Regions from separate parts of the Mus musculus genome. Here regions 1, 2 and 3 are each linked to region 4. The links are chromatin contacts, called in public Hi-C and promoter capture Hi-C maps. All regions are on one chromosome and are shown on one strand. Each heading gives the region's core, a stretch centred on a gene start, on an enhancer-like site or on the middle of the called end of the contact. The rest is flanking DNA. Distances are from core to core; before and after follow the strand shown. Region 1 holds the start of Tbc1d1 (TBC1 domain family, member 1). Region 2 holds the start of 5830416I19Rik (RIKEN cDNA 5830416I19 gene). Region 3 holds the start of Pgm2 (phosphoglucomutase 2). Region 4 holds the start of Wdr19 (WD repeat domain 19).

Region 1 (3,267 bases), core at 697-3,196, 1.0 Mb after region 4:
TGTATGTTAGAAGGCTCTTATACATTAGAAGGGTTATCAGGGAACCCTCGAGCTCTCCTGGGACAGATAAGGGTAGGTTGTGTCAGGGAGGCCCACTGCAAAGCTCTCCTTTGGTATTAATAAGTCATAACTACACCAAAGCTTTTCCCCTTTTCTATGGGTTTGTAAATGACTGAACAAATCCACACCCCCCCCCAAAAGCATCCCTTTTAATGGTCCTCTGCTGGTTTCAGACTGTCCATTGCACCACATTTGGTCCCTTGGTCATTAGTTCATACATGCAGCCTTTTATGGGGTACCAGCTAACTCACTGCAGCATCTACCACACAGTAGAGCTCACGGCACATCAATGGTTTCTTACAGATAAACTTAAGAGAGTTGGTCCCTTTAACTTGATAGGAACGAACATTAAAGACAGGCACATCAGAGGCTCAGCTTCCCATTGCTAAGAGTTTTGCAAAGCACCCACCCGTTTATGTACTTTTCATGCCTCTTCCTGGTTCCTTAAGAAAGTCCTCAGGGTTCCCAGGGAGGAACTGACTCTGCAGAAGGGGGGCACCGTGAATGCTGAGAAAAGAGAAAAGAACTCGCTAGCCTCAGCGAGCTCTCAGGCAAGGTAGTGAGACCCTGAAAAGTGATACATTCCTACCTTTGGGTACAGCTGCCCTCTCCTTCTCCCATCCCACCCCTCCCACCTTGAGCAGGCTCCACAAACAATAAAGCCTAAGTGTGGCCATTCTCCAACTCATGGGAATCCCACTTCACATCGAGGGGGTCTTAAAAGGGATCTTTGCCCATGGAGGTGCAACGCAAAAAGTTTAGAAGTTTAGACTTGTAGAGACAGCTGAGCTTCCTGGGTGTGACCCATTTAAATTAGGTCATTCAAAAATTCCCTTCTAACACCTGGCTCTAAATAGAAGAACGGCTTGCAGCCACTAAGAGGACGAAGGAGGGTTGTACGTAGGAGGTGAATGCCTGCCATCATCAGTACCAGGGCGCTGAAGATGTTTGCTGAGAGAAACACTCATCACTTTCAATTTCTTTTCCTTTTTAAGCAACTTCCGGAGAACAAGGCATTTAAAATAAAATCACAACCAGGAACGCCACACCTAGGTGGGGTTCAAACAGAACGACACATCTTTTAGAAAAGAAGAGAACAGCAACCTGTGAAGTTAGAGTGAGCCTCTTACTCACGTAGCAACCCGGAAGCTGCTAGGAAACAATCAAGCCGGGTTTCAAAATGACCAGCACAGGATGTGCCCATAGAAAGAAATGTTGCGTGCACCGAGAAGCTGCCAAAGTTACCGCTGCAAAGTACCCTGAACTTTCAAAAGGCGGCCTGGGGTCACTCTGACCGGCCTCGTCCGAGCTGGATGCCTTACAAACACTTGTGCCCCGGTGATATTTGGCGGGAGGGAGTGGGGCGGGATATGCAAGGAGGAGGAGCAGGGGACCTGAGCACCTTCGTCGCAGCGCAGAAAGCATCAAGGTTTCTCCCCCCCCCCCCCACCCCCAAGCAGAGGACAACAAGGTAGCTCTGAAATCCCGCCTCTTCCCCCTCCCCCACCAGAGCACCCCAAGAGACCCGGCAGCAACGCCCTTGGGTGGCGGGACCGCGCCTTCTCTGCAGCAAGGGAGCTCAGGGGCATGCTGGAAGTGGAGGGTTGCCCCGCACCCTAAGGACCCAAGGTGGAACCTACCAGTGAGGTGGCACGCTCAGAACTCCGGGCTGAGCTAGGGCGCGCAGGTGCTCCCGGGCACCCAGAAGATGGCCTGGGCGGGCGGGGCGTCCATGGTCCTCAGCTGGCTGTGCTCTTGCCGCCCCACGCTGCTGGGGTGGGGGTCCACTCCACAGTCTCTGCTTCTCTTGCGGGTTGAAGAGACGGTCGGTCCGAGGTGGCTTGCAGCAACAGGCACCGCGGTGTGGCCGGCGGCGGCGACAGCAGCTGAGGAGGAGGAGGAGGTGTCTGCGCGCGGCTCGCTCGCGTTTCCTCCTCCCGGGCTGGGCGAGCGCTGGGGAAAGCAGAGGCGGGGGAGGGGGACAGCAGCCGGAATCTCCCTAGTGAGTCCCCCGGGAGCCAAGAACAGGAGTAGATGCCCTCCCTTCCCCTCCGCACCAAGCGACTCTGGCTAGGCGACTCGGCCCAGACTGGCGAGTCACAGGCGAGCAACAGCTGCTGCAGTGCGGGTCCTCCGCGGCCTCCCTCCCCTCGCTCCCCAGCGGTCCATCCTCAGCCCGCCCAGGGGCCACCAGGCGCCACCCCACGAGAGCTCGGGGAAGGTGCAAGCATCGCCACCCCATCCAGCCTCAGCGCGAAGTCCTGGCCCGGAATATTCCCTGCGTGCTCACAAGTGATTATGGCCCTCCCGGCGGGATGTGTGGTCACACACCGGGCTCTTGACCGCTTATTTATAGCAGGTAGCCCTGCCCGAGGCTGTTTTGGCGTGCGAGGTTCTCAGCAGGTGGCAGCGGAGCCCGCGCTCCCTGAGGGATCCTGCTTCTCTGCACGCACCCTCCGAAACGGACCCGGAGATCACTGCGCAGCGTACCCGCAGGCCACCCAGCCACCAGCCCTTCCCCCGCCTCATCCTTCTTGCATTGGGGTCGAATGGCAGGATGGGGGCTGGTGGGGGGAACCAGGAACCGAAGCAGGATGGGACGCTGGCACTCCAGGCAGCAAAATCGGGGACTCAGAGAAACACCCGGGATGAAGTGCCCTCCGCGGATTAGCCTCTACTAAACCCATCTCTGGCCAGGTGCGGGGAGTGACGCAGAGCCCGGACCGCGCGCTTTTTCCCTCTCTGCGTGCGGAGCACACACACGCACGCACTGCGCGTCTGTGTGCACGCCAGAGAGCCACAGAAACCTCTCAAAGCACCATTCCCGCAAGTTAAAGAGGCAGACTCACTCCAAAGAGCAGAAGGGATCCAAGAAAAGTGAGCGGTGCACGTGGCTTGGATTGTATCTAGAGCCCTCCGTAGCTGCCATGTGGGGTTAGTTCATTCTTTATTACACCATAGTTTGTCTTCCTAGTTTCAGATCGAGAGAGAGAGAGAGAGAGAGAGAGAGAGAGAGAGAGAGAGAGAGAGAGAGAGAGAGAGAGAGAATGAATGAGAATAGATATAGCCAGGAATAGTCTAAGGAAAAGAGTGTTGATTGGTTCGTGGAAAATGCTCCGCAGGAAAAGATCAGGTTATCCAGCTAAACTCTATCGTCTTCAGCATCATACTATCACTGTTTCATGCTTTTATCTTCAACCCCATTGT
Region 2 (3,475 bases), core at 379-2,878, 1.2 Mb after region 4:
CTCTCTTCCTGCAGCTCTCAAGCCCAAATCTTATTCCCTTCATGGCATGGCGATTCTCCTTTCTCTCTCTCTTGCCTGAGAATCCTAAAAGTCCCACCTCTGTCTCCCTGCCCAGCCATTGGTCGATGGCAACTTTATTTCCTAACCAAAGCCAACTGGGGGCAGGGACCCTCCGCGTCCTACATGCAGACGTGCGAATTCCCATGTAATTTTGGGAACCCAATTAACGTAATACAAGCAATACACCAAATCTACAACCCTGCATCTCCAGTTTTCTCCGCCTCCCTTCTTCAGGAGGCAAAGAGACCCTTCATATACCCAACACTGGGTCTGTCATTCTAGAAATATCTTTTCTCGCACTGTATCCTCACTACCTCTCTCGTGATAACAGGTTCAGCTAGGAACTAAGGATAAGAGCATCCTTACGAGATAAATGTATTCCATCTGGTTCCAAGGCACAACGAAACCCAGAGAATTCACAGAACTGACCAACATCACGTAGTTGGAAAGGACAGAACTGTGTCTAGACTTCTGTGTCTGTGACTGCTTATGACATAGAACCACAGAGTACATTTTTACTGCCAGTGGATTAACATTCAAATTTCTTGCTACTTATTTTCAAAAGTAGAGCAGTCATAACGTTTGTTTGTTTTTCTTGGAAAATAACCACAGGAAAACCCAACAGTGACAGAGCTTTTTAACTTTGAGTGTGGCCCTTGCTTTTTGTTTCGTATGCCTGAAAGAGTCCCCTGGAGAGCCACCCAAGCCCTGCTGCATGTGACATGGCTCAGAGCCAGGCAGCAATCCTGCTCTTCCCACCCGGAGCCCTTGGCCGGTGGCCAGCCTGCAGCTCCGTACTCATACCCACTGTATTGTCTGCCGGGCTGGTCATGTGAAGGGATGACTGATTTAAGGACATGAACGCCATGATTCATAGGAGGGGGGGAGAGGGAGAGAGAGAGAGAGAGAGAGAGAGAACATTAGCTCACACACCAGTAGCCACTCTCAGCACTGACCCGTGTTAAGAAGAAGTGGTGCCGGTCAGACAATAGGAGAAGACCTACATCCTCTCTTTGAACTGACTGTGGCTCTGAGATTACAGGGCTTGGCCAGGAGAAGGATTTTGAGGCAATAAAGCAAAGAGCCTCTGGATAAGTCATATGCCAGGGCACAAAACATAAGTGGCTCTTTGACCTCAGTCAGCCTCCGATAGTCTCTTACAGTGGCTAAGAACTTTAGGTAGGTTTGAGTCATACAGCTACCACCACACATATTGTTGTAGCCAACGACTACATCTACTTCAAAGGATTCAGTGCTTTAACACAGGTACAAATCAGCACGGGACCCAATCATGGTAACTTCTACACCAGTGTGAGTTAGCAGGATTCTTAGGAGAGATGCAGATACAGTTACCTGGAAACGGAGTCGCCATTTCTCCATCTTCTTTCAACCCTGAGGATAGAAAGCGTTCCTACATTATCCTATACTGCCTCTGCCATTCTAGAAATAACCCTGCACCCCCACTCACCTCCCTCCCCGAACAGCGAGCTCATCCAACACGAAGCTGGCGAAGCTGGCGCGCACACCGGCTCTGACACATACCTCCCGGCAGAATAATGGGTGGCACTGAGAGTGCTTGTTCAGACCAAAGCAGAGCGGGTGAAACAAGGAAGTCGCAAAGTGTTGTGGTTTAAAACGGATAGACAGATAGACGTTTACAGTTTAGGATTACCGCCAGCGAGTACAGGGCCACGGGAGGAGACTCTCAGCCTTCAGACTATTTCTCTAACAAGGTGCTTGTCCATCCATCCCCCCCACACTTCCCCAACCTTCCCCAGCCTACCCTCCCCCGCCCCAGATAAAAGTGTCATGTGCCAAGACATGATCTCTTTAGATAACATTTTATTTATTCTTTTTATTACATTTCTTTGTTTTGTGTTCGGATGTGGGAGTGGCATATGAAAACCATCATGGGGGCTGGGATAGCAGAGACCACTCTGGAAAACGGTGTAGACCAAACTGAGACAGATGGGGAATCCCACAATCCCCTCTCAACGTCCAGCTTCCAAAGAAGGCCTGACTTCTTCAAGGTACACAGAACCTTTTAAAACTACCATCCAGTAACTGAGCCTTCACACATGCAGGTCGTTCATACTTTCAACCCAAGCCTTTCAGCCACTTTCTCTCTTCATTCTAACAAAAATAAGTAAGTAAATAATAAATAAATTCAAGAAATCAGCCCCCCACCAAGTTTTTCTTGATCAAAATGCCTCAAAAAGAGGAGGCTGTCTCTAACCCAGAAGTGTAATTTGACGCCTGTCTGCAGCAGTCTTCTGTGCTGATTAGCATGGACATAAATATTCATGTGCTGATTCATGAGGAGGAGGTGGCAACGAAGAAAGCATCAATAATTGTTGATTGTTATTAGCCATAAGTGGGGCTAGCAGAATGAGCTTATTATCCCCCAAGAAATGACATTAATGTTGGTTTCACACACACACAAACACATACACACACACACAGAGACTGCAACATGCATAGGAGACAAAGCCTAGATTGCACACATATAACGAGTCTTTCTTTTGCCATCTGTTCTTGAATTTTTTATTTAAAAATCTCTGACACATGAGTATTTGTGATGGAGGAAGTTGGCAACCACTTTGCACTCATTCTCCAAGGGGCCTGGAGGCCAGAGCATCCCACCAGCAGCTGCATGGTGCAGAGGTGGGCTGCCACTGGCACTTCTGTCTCCACACAATGGGAAACATTGTCCCTCTGTTCAGGTTGGAGATGTCTTTGGAGACCTATTATCCCGGGAACAAATAGAATGATACAATATATCCGTTGTGTTTGACAAATAAGGGAATAGGTACCACTGAGAGTCTAAACTGTCCTTAGTGTATTTGTTAGGATAAAGGGCAAGCTGCTATAATGCAGACTGTTTTTAAAAGTTCAGTGGCTTCAGAGAGATACCTTTGCTCTTTTCAAACAAGCCAGGCCTTCCATGTTGGCAGGATGGCTCTAATGCACGTGCTTCCTCTGGGATCTGGTTTCCCCTCCCTCCTGGAGTTGGTGTGTTAGCGATGTATGTGGTTGACAGAAGTATTTAATGGTGGCCTAGTATGTCTGAAGTGCTTGGACAGCATCCTCGATCTTCTCTGACAAACTATAACCTTGTCAAACTTAAGAAACATATAGAGCAGACACATTAAAGGAAATGGGCAGACTCATGTGACCATGGTGACAGACAGTTGTTTTCTATTGCCACCGACACCCAGACAATGTGTTAGGAATTGCAGCTAGCAAGGCTTCTTTGTCCAAAAGAAGAGGAGATTGGAATCTCTTGAGATTGTGTGTCAGTCTATGAAACCGAGTCTGATGGTTTTAGAAAACACATACGAGCCAAGTGTTCAGAGACATGGGCAAGTGGGCATCTCGTGCAAAGGGCGTTGTGCCTTGTTATTGAACTCTTGCT
Region 3 (3,227 bases), core at 399-2,898, 1.1 Mb after region 4:
CGAGGATACTGGGACTTGTCACAGGATGGTATATTTCCTCAATGGCCTCTTCCTGTATTCCCCCTTTCTCTGCTCCTTAGCCAACAGCTCTGCTACTCCTTTCTACCATGAAGGATAAGAGCATCTCAGAGTGTGAGCAGAGCAGTTCTTTCCCGCCCCTTCAGTCTCTGTCAGACACTTAGTCAAGTGGTACAAGAGCCCAATAACACACACAAGACTTCTTAGCTGAGGTGTTAGGACAGCTACACAATGCAAGTTATTAAGTGATCAGAAATGGAAACAGTTTCCTCCCCTTAAACATCCTGGAATGCTTTATGTTTCCAGGAAAAAAAAAATCCACAACAAAGCAAAACAAAACCTCCCATGAGGCGCTAGCACTGCCATCCTGTTTCCAGGATGGCCTGACTATTCATTTTCTAGGTGTGAGCGAGCAAAGGCCTCTGCTGAGCCTTCCAGCCTCTATCCAGTCACCAAATGTTTCAGGGACCAACTATAGACATGCAGTACGGCACTACGGTACTACGGTACTATAGACCACGGAAAGCAGCAGAGACACACAGCACCAGCTACATAATTTTCAGGGGGGGCCAGTGCACAATTAGAACGAAAGACTCCGTGTTTAACAATAGAGAATCTCAAAGTAGTGCTTTAAAATACGGCTTGGGCCCTTCCCTGAGTACAGGTTCAGTGGATCTGCGTGGGTCTCACCTCCTGAAGTCAGCCCTGGATACCGACAAATTTTAAACAAACAAGCCTGTAAGGGATTGTCTTTCAATTCCAGGAAGAGCAGGGAACCAAAGGCCTGGGCTGTCTAGAGAGAGAGTTTGAGTTGCACTTGGGAGACAGGAAAGATCCGCTAAGTTCACACAGGAAAAACGACAAGAGAAATAAAGTCAGCAGAACACCGGCAAGAGGAACATTGCGGGAAAGCAACAGGACACGCGAAAGCACAGGTCAGAGAGAACTTGTAGAGGGCAAAGGAAGTGATGTCCGGAGCTGGCCGACTGACTAAGACATTACAGGGGAAAGGCGCAGCTGGGGCCAAAGCGTTCCCTGTCACCTTCCCAGTGGAGTGTATGTTCTCTGGAAAACTCCCTGTCAGCCTGGCCCATCAGGGACCCGGTAGTATCCATGAAATCAGAAAAGGTGGTCTGGACTGTGGAGAAGTCCAGGTCCCGGGAAAGGCGGGACAGAGCGGATTCTGAATGGATGAAGATGCTCAGCCCATCACAGAACCTCAAAAACCTTCTCGTGCGTGGACTACCCCGGGTCCCAGGCCCGCTACATTCACTCTCCACCCCACTCCCCGCCCCCCAGCTCGCTCCTCTACCGGGTCTAGCAGCCGGGCGAGCCACACAGCTGTCTCCAGTCCCGCAACAGCTTATGCCGAGCAGGCACCGTGTGGCGAGGCAGGGAAGGAAAGAAGGAAGCTGGGCCCGGCTCCCTGCCGGACAAGCCACGGCGCCCGAGAACCGAAGAGCCGGAGATCGGCCCTTACCTGGTCCCAACGCAGCCACTGCGCGGTCTCCTGGTCCAGTCGCGCGTCCATACCCAAGCCACTGCCTTCCGGAGCCGGTGTCTCTGTCGGTGTCGCCGCCGCCATCCCGCAGCAGTCACAACCGGGCGGAGGAGGCCGGGTCACCCTTCTGGAGGGGCGGGGAGAGGGCGGGGAAAGAGGCGTAGTCAGAGAGCCGGAGGGAAGAGGACGTGCAGCAGCCCCGCCCGGTTCCAGACTCGCCATTAGTGGGTGTGCTTCCCGGAGGGCCAGGCAATTGGGGAGTGCTTTGTTGTTAGGAGAGCTGGAGGCTCGCCTTACTCTAGTCTCCTAGGCCCTACATACCCAGGGTCCTCCAGCAAACATCAAGTATGCATTTGGTGCCCATCACACCTGAGATGCTAGTCTGACTGCGCTGGGAAGCAGAGCACATTGGCGCAGGCCAGTAGCCACATGGCAGAGGCAGGCAGGTCTCTGTGAGTTAGAGGCCAATCTGATCTACATAGTGAACTCTAGACTAACTAGGGGTACATAGGGAGATCCTATCTCAAAATGTAAATTAAATTAGAGAATAGCAGAGGGGGAAACAAATCTTGAAAAAGAAGAGCCAAGTGGGAAATAAATCAAATAGACCAACGAGCCAGAAATGAGATAACACTTGCAAAGACAGTTTATGTCAGAAGAGCAACCGGAAGGACGAGTTGTAATTTCAAGGCACCGGGTCAACTGGATTTTCACACTAGAAAATGTAAAAAGAATGTCGACTCATCCGCCTGAGGTCGCCACACACAAACGAGAATTCCAGGTCAGCTGGGTGATGTATGTGCACACCTGGCTGGGCACGGGGAAGCACAAGCAAGAATGGTTCTGAGCCGCACATGATGCCTTCCTCGCTCCTGCAGTCCCGACTGTTGGGACTGTTGTGAGTTCAGGGCCTGGCCTACAAAGTGAGTTCCAGTTCACCGTGGGTTCCAGTGTGAGATCTCGTCTCAACAAGCAAACAAACAAACAAACAACCCTAAAACGAAAGAAAAAACAATTAAACAAAAAAAATCCAAAGCAGTTAAGAGCACGGGTTGTTCTTCCAGAGCACCTAAGTTTGATTATCAGCACTAGCATGGCTGCTCAGGATGGTCTGAAACTCCAGTTCCAGGGGATCCTGCATCCTTTTCAGACCTCCATTGTCATATATATCCATGGTGCATAGACATGTATGCAGGCAAAATACAAACATACACACACACACACACACATACACACACACAACTTTTTAAAAGGTTTCTAGCAGATTTAGTCGCAAAAAGCTCCAACCATACACATCCAGATTGCCAACAATAGAATGGATAAATATGTAGTGGTATATTCATTCTAAATCATATACATAAATGATGATCGATAAGCCATGAGTTACACAGCCCAGTGAGAATGAAGAACTGTATACAACTTCATGGATGTAGCTCACAACCATCCCATAGAGTGAAAGAATTCAGACCTCTGACAGACATTGGGTCTGACAGACACTGACTAAGAAAAGCACAAAGAAAGAAAACAAATCAGTATTTTCCAGAACTGGATATGGGGATTCACTGCAAAGGTCACTGGGGGTTAAGGGAAGCGACTCTGGGTTTGTGATTTCCTGGATCCAGGTGCTCGTCAAAACTTAGAACCATGGTTACCAGCTATAAGTTATGTCTCAATTTTGAAATTTTAAAAAACTACATTTATCTACGGT
Region 4 (3,354 bases), core at 497-2,996:
TAAACCTACTTCTTTGTCACATATTTACATTGCATATTTGCTGGGCAATATGTCACTTGGGAAAACTTTACATTGATTCAACCTACTGAGGTCCTCATATCTGCATTAGTTGTAACTCTATATGTCAGATTTCAAAGACTATTAGAAACACAAATGATAGCATGGATAATTTGTTTGTTTTCAGATAAGGTCTCTTTATATAGCCCTGGCTGCCCTGAAACTCACTATATAGATAGGACTAAGCTCAAACTCACAGAGATCCACCTGCCTCTAGCCCCAGAGTGCTGGGATTAAAGGCGTGGGCTGATTCATTGCTACCAATGAATGCTGGCTTTATTGGTATTTTTTCTGTTAGATGCTGATACAAATTTTGGAGATACTCGGCAAAACAAACTGTATTATCACAATGTTATTTGTTTTTTTTAAACAATTTTATTGTTGTTATAAGTTAAAAATTTGAAATTTCATTGACTTATATTATTCTTATATCAGACTGCTACATTCTAGAATACTCAGGAACATGACCCTAGATGAAAAATATTAGTTTTAAATACTGTAGATTAATCAAGCACACCCTTATCTAGGTAGATGCAGCTTAGATACTGTAGCTGAAGACTTGAATCTGAGTGACAACACAACTCCTCCAATGCTATCTGAATAAATGCCCATCTCCCGAAAGCCTGTGTCCTGGAATCGCAACTTAAGATAGAGGTGCGCTATGATGCCAAGCACACACAGGTTTTTTCCAGCACGTACACTCACTCAACGTATTCTAGACCATCTTACTTCTGCGAGTTTGGGAATACATCGTCCTTAAACCTGATTCTATTCCTTTCATGGCAGATCTGTCTTGGGCTGTAATCTTACAGGTTAGTTTTCTTCCACAGAGTTATATCGGTTCTAGGTACAACTCAGATAAAAGTTACAGCTTTCCTAGAACAGCAAAAAGGTTTGCTTGTTGCAGGTCACGGTTAACTTAACTGTAAAGAGAATAGTATTTACTCCTTTCCGACACACCAGAAAGTGAATCATGCAAAGTTATCTGCCAATTCCAATGGACACACAAGAGCTACAGTGAAGCTTTAGGAAAGCTGAAACCATTTTAAACTCGGTGTTTCCATTTCTTTGTCAGAGCAGTGCGGGGGTAAGTACCTCTGAGGTAAATCACAGGAGTGCAGCGGCTGCCCCTGTGGAATTCACAACAAACCCAATCAGAAAACCTGCGTGCAGTGGAGGACGCACACAGGTGTGCAGATTTCTCCATCATGTGTTCTAGCGACCAGGGCTCTGCATACCGGACAGGTCACAGGCCAAGTAATTCTTGATGACTGTTTTAGAGACTTTTGATTCTCCCTAGGGCTCTGGGCCAGTGGCTTGGTTTGCCCAGGATTAAGCTACAAGAAATCGGTAGCGATACCGGTAGTTCGGGCGTACTCAGATCAGGCTTCTACCAGATTCCAGAGGGCACAGGCCTCCCTCAGCCCGCTCTCCAGAGCTTCCTTTCCCTGCATCCTTACAAGCCCATCATCCCCTCCCGCCCGCTCCCGGAGCTCATTCCTCTATCCTCAGCACTTCCGCGGAGGGACAGGGACACAAACTCCTCAGAGTCGCGCTCCGAGAGTTTAGGAAATACAGAGGCTGCCACATCTTCTCAATCCGCTGGCACTTGTAAGTTATTTACCTTCATTTCAAAGGCTCCAGCGACACCCCCGTTCTTGTAAGTGCGCAGGCGCAACAGAACACCCCCGCCCCGCTACCGCGTTCTCGTCACCCAGGAGACCGTGCAAACAGCGACCAATCAGCGAGCGTGGGGCGGAGCTGCCCCCGGAGCCCTCCTTTGAGAGAGATGGGCAGGGTGGGTAGAGTCACGTGATGGAGGTGGAGCTAAGCTCCGGGAAGTTGAATGCTACGAGGGCTGGTCAACTTCCTGCCTGAGCTCTGATTGGGTGAGGCTGCGAGGCAGGCGGGCCCTATGGACAGAAAGGGTCTTGAGCTATGTGAGCAGAAACCACTGGCCTAGGAGCGGTTGTAAAGGAATTCCGGGGGGAAAAAAGCTGGACCCAGAGGTTGGCAAGTAGGAGGCAGGAATTGGCTCATGAGCCAGACGGCTTCTACAAGATCCACTTGTAAAAAAGGCTTGGAGAAACTAATGTATCATTCCTCATTTTTTTTTCTTGCAGGGTTTTTATTTTTGATTTTGCCCTAACGGAGGTGAGGTATGAGGAGTCGTTTTCTTTCAGGACCATTAAGACAATTTTAGCTAGTGTGATCGGGGAGGAATAGTTGAAAAAAATAAAGAAAAGAACTCGCCTGTAGTATTTGAGCCTGGTAAACAAGAAGTTTAGCGGAAGCTAAGCATTAAAAGTTGGCTGGAGGGAGGGAGTGGGATTCTGCACAGTAGCTAAGGTTGGCTAGCTGGGCATCATCACCTCGGGTTCCTAGAATAGAGTTGGGTAATTTTTCACAGCGACTCTCGTCCATGAGATAAAATTGTAGTCAAACCTAAAATGGCCTCAGCAAGAATACAAGATGGAGAAACTTCTGCATTGTCTTGCTCTGTCACAATAGTAACAGGCTAATCAAAAACAAACAAAAAAAAAACAAAAAACCTACATGGTTGCATCAGTAGCTATAATAACAAAGCATTTGACAAAACTGAACATAAAACAAACCCTCAAAATTCTCAAAAAACAAAACCCAACAAGAAAAAGCAAGACAACAAAACCCTGTACCATAGAAATTGTAAACAGTATCTCCAAATAGCCTAAGGCTGATGTACTTAATGCTAAGAATCTTGAAAGTAGTCCCATTAGGAACAAGGCAGGGATGTCCCCTCTTGTGACTCTTTCTCAATTCTGGTGGAAGTCCTAGTTAATGCAATAAGGAGAGAAAAAGAAGCATACTGATTGAGGAAGGAGGTGGGAAAACTGCAGATGACATGACTGAGAGTGTACAGAATCAGTAGAAGAGAGGGAGGGATGTGGGGTAGAGGTAGAGCTAATTATACCAAGCCTCCAGGATACAATCTTAATACACAAAGAGTAGTCACACCCCTCCATATCAGTAATAAGCAGATTTGAAATAAAAGAGCAGTGCCATTTTCATGAGTACCTCTCAAAATGGAATGCAGCTACAAGTCTAGCAACGTATATACATAATGGGTGTGAACAACAGTACAGAACCGAAGATAGATATTAAAAGAGTTCAGAGGGCTGTGAGGTGGCTCAGTGGGGGAGGGTCCTCTTTGCCCAGCTTGACGACTTAATCCCCAGGAAACAGCACAATGCCAGCATAATGTGGAAGGAGAGAAGCAATGACCACAAGTTGTCCTCTGACACAATGGCACACGTGCCA

What was found. Promoter capture Hi-C pulls out the DNA fragments that hold promoters and counts their contacts. Hi-C and Micro-C count contacts between places; a contact is called where the count stands out from the background.
Region 1: a contact with region 4 is called in a promoter capture Hi-C map of stem cell-derived epiblast-like cells, with 4 times the contacts expected there. The contact joins the promoter of Tbc1d1 here to the promoter of Wdr19 in region 4. A contact is called at or near these places in 9 of 39 promoter capture datasets (the C10 cell line, the SN4741 cell line, embryonic stem cells and 4 more), 1 of 484 Hi-C or Micro-C datasets (CD8 T cells), 1 of 115 datasets of contacts at active chromatin or transcription factors (pancreatic cancer cells) and 3 of 9 other capture datasets (adipose tissue, embryonic stem cells and liver).
Region 2: a contact with region 4 is called in a Hi-C map of CD4 T cells, with 5 times the contacts expected there. The contact joins the promoter of 5830416I19Rik here to the promoter of Wdr19 in region 4. A contact is called at or near these places in 1 of 39 promoter capture datasets (pre-B cells) and 1 of 484 Hi-C or Micro-C datasets (CD4 T cells).
Region 3: a promoter capture Hi-C map of pre-B cells shows a contact between it and region 4, with 4 times the contacts expected there. The contact joins the promoter of Pgm2 here to the promoter of Wdr19 in region 4. A contact is called at or near these places in 5 of 39 promoter capture datasets (the 3T3-L1 cell line, embryonic stem cells, hippocampal neurons and 2 more), 2 of 115 datasets of contacts at active chromatin or transcription factors (both in embryonic stem cells) and 1 of 9 other capture datasets (adipose tissue).

The regions. Positions count from the first base shown.
Region 1 is chr5:64,158,939-64,162,205 of GRCm38.p6, reverse strand. It overlaps Tbc1d1 (TBC1 domain family, member 1), which reads right to left and starts at 1,946. Exons shown (of 22, transcript NM_001310611.1): 1 at 1,701-1,946.
Region 2 is chr5:64,043,126-64,046,600 of GRCm38.p6, reverse strand. 5830416I19Rik (RIKEN cDNA 5830416I19 gene) reads right to left here and starts at 1,628. Exons shown (of 3, transcript NR_045384.1): 1 at 1,603-1,628; 2 at 1,414-1,452.
Region 3 is chr5:64,091,360-64,094,586 of GRCm38.p6, reverse strand. It overlaps Pgm2 (phosphoglucomutase 2), which reads right to left and starts at 1,648. Exons shown (of 14, transcript NM_025700.3): 1 at 1,499-1,648. The coding sequence starts at 1,603.
Region 4 is chr5:65,198,088-65,201,441 of GRCm38.p6, reverse strand. It overlaps Wdr19 (WD repeat domain 19), which reads right to left and starts at 1,746. Exons shown (of 37, transcript NM_153391.2): 1 at 1,682-1,746. The coding sequence starts at 1,687.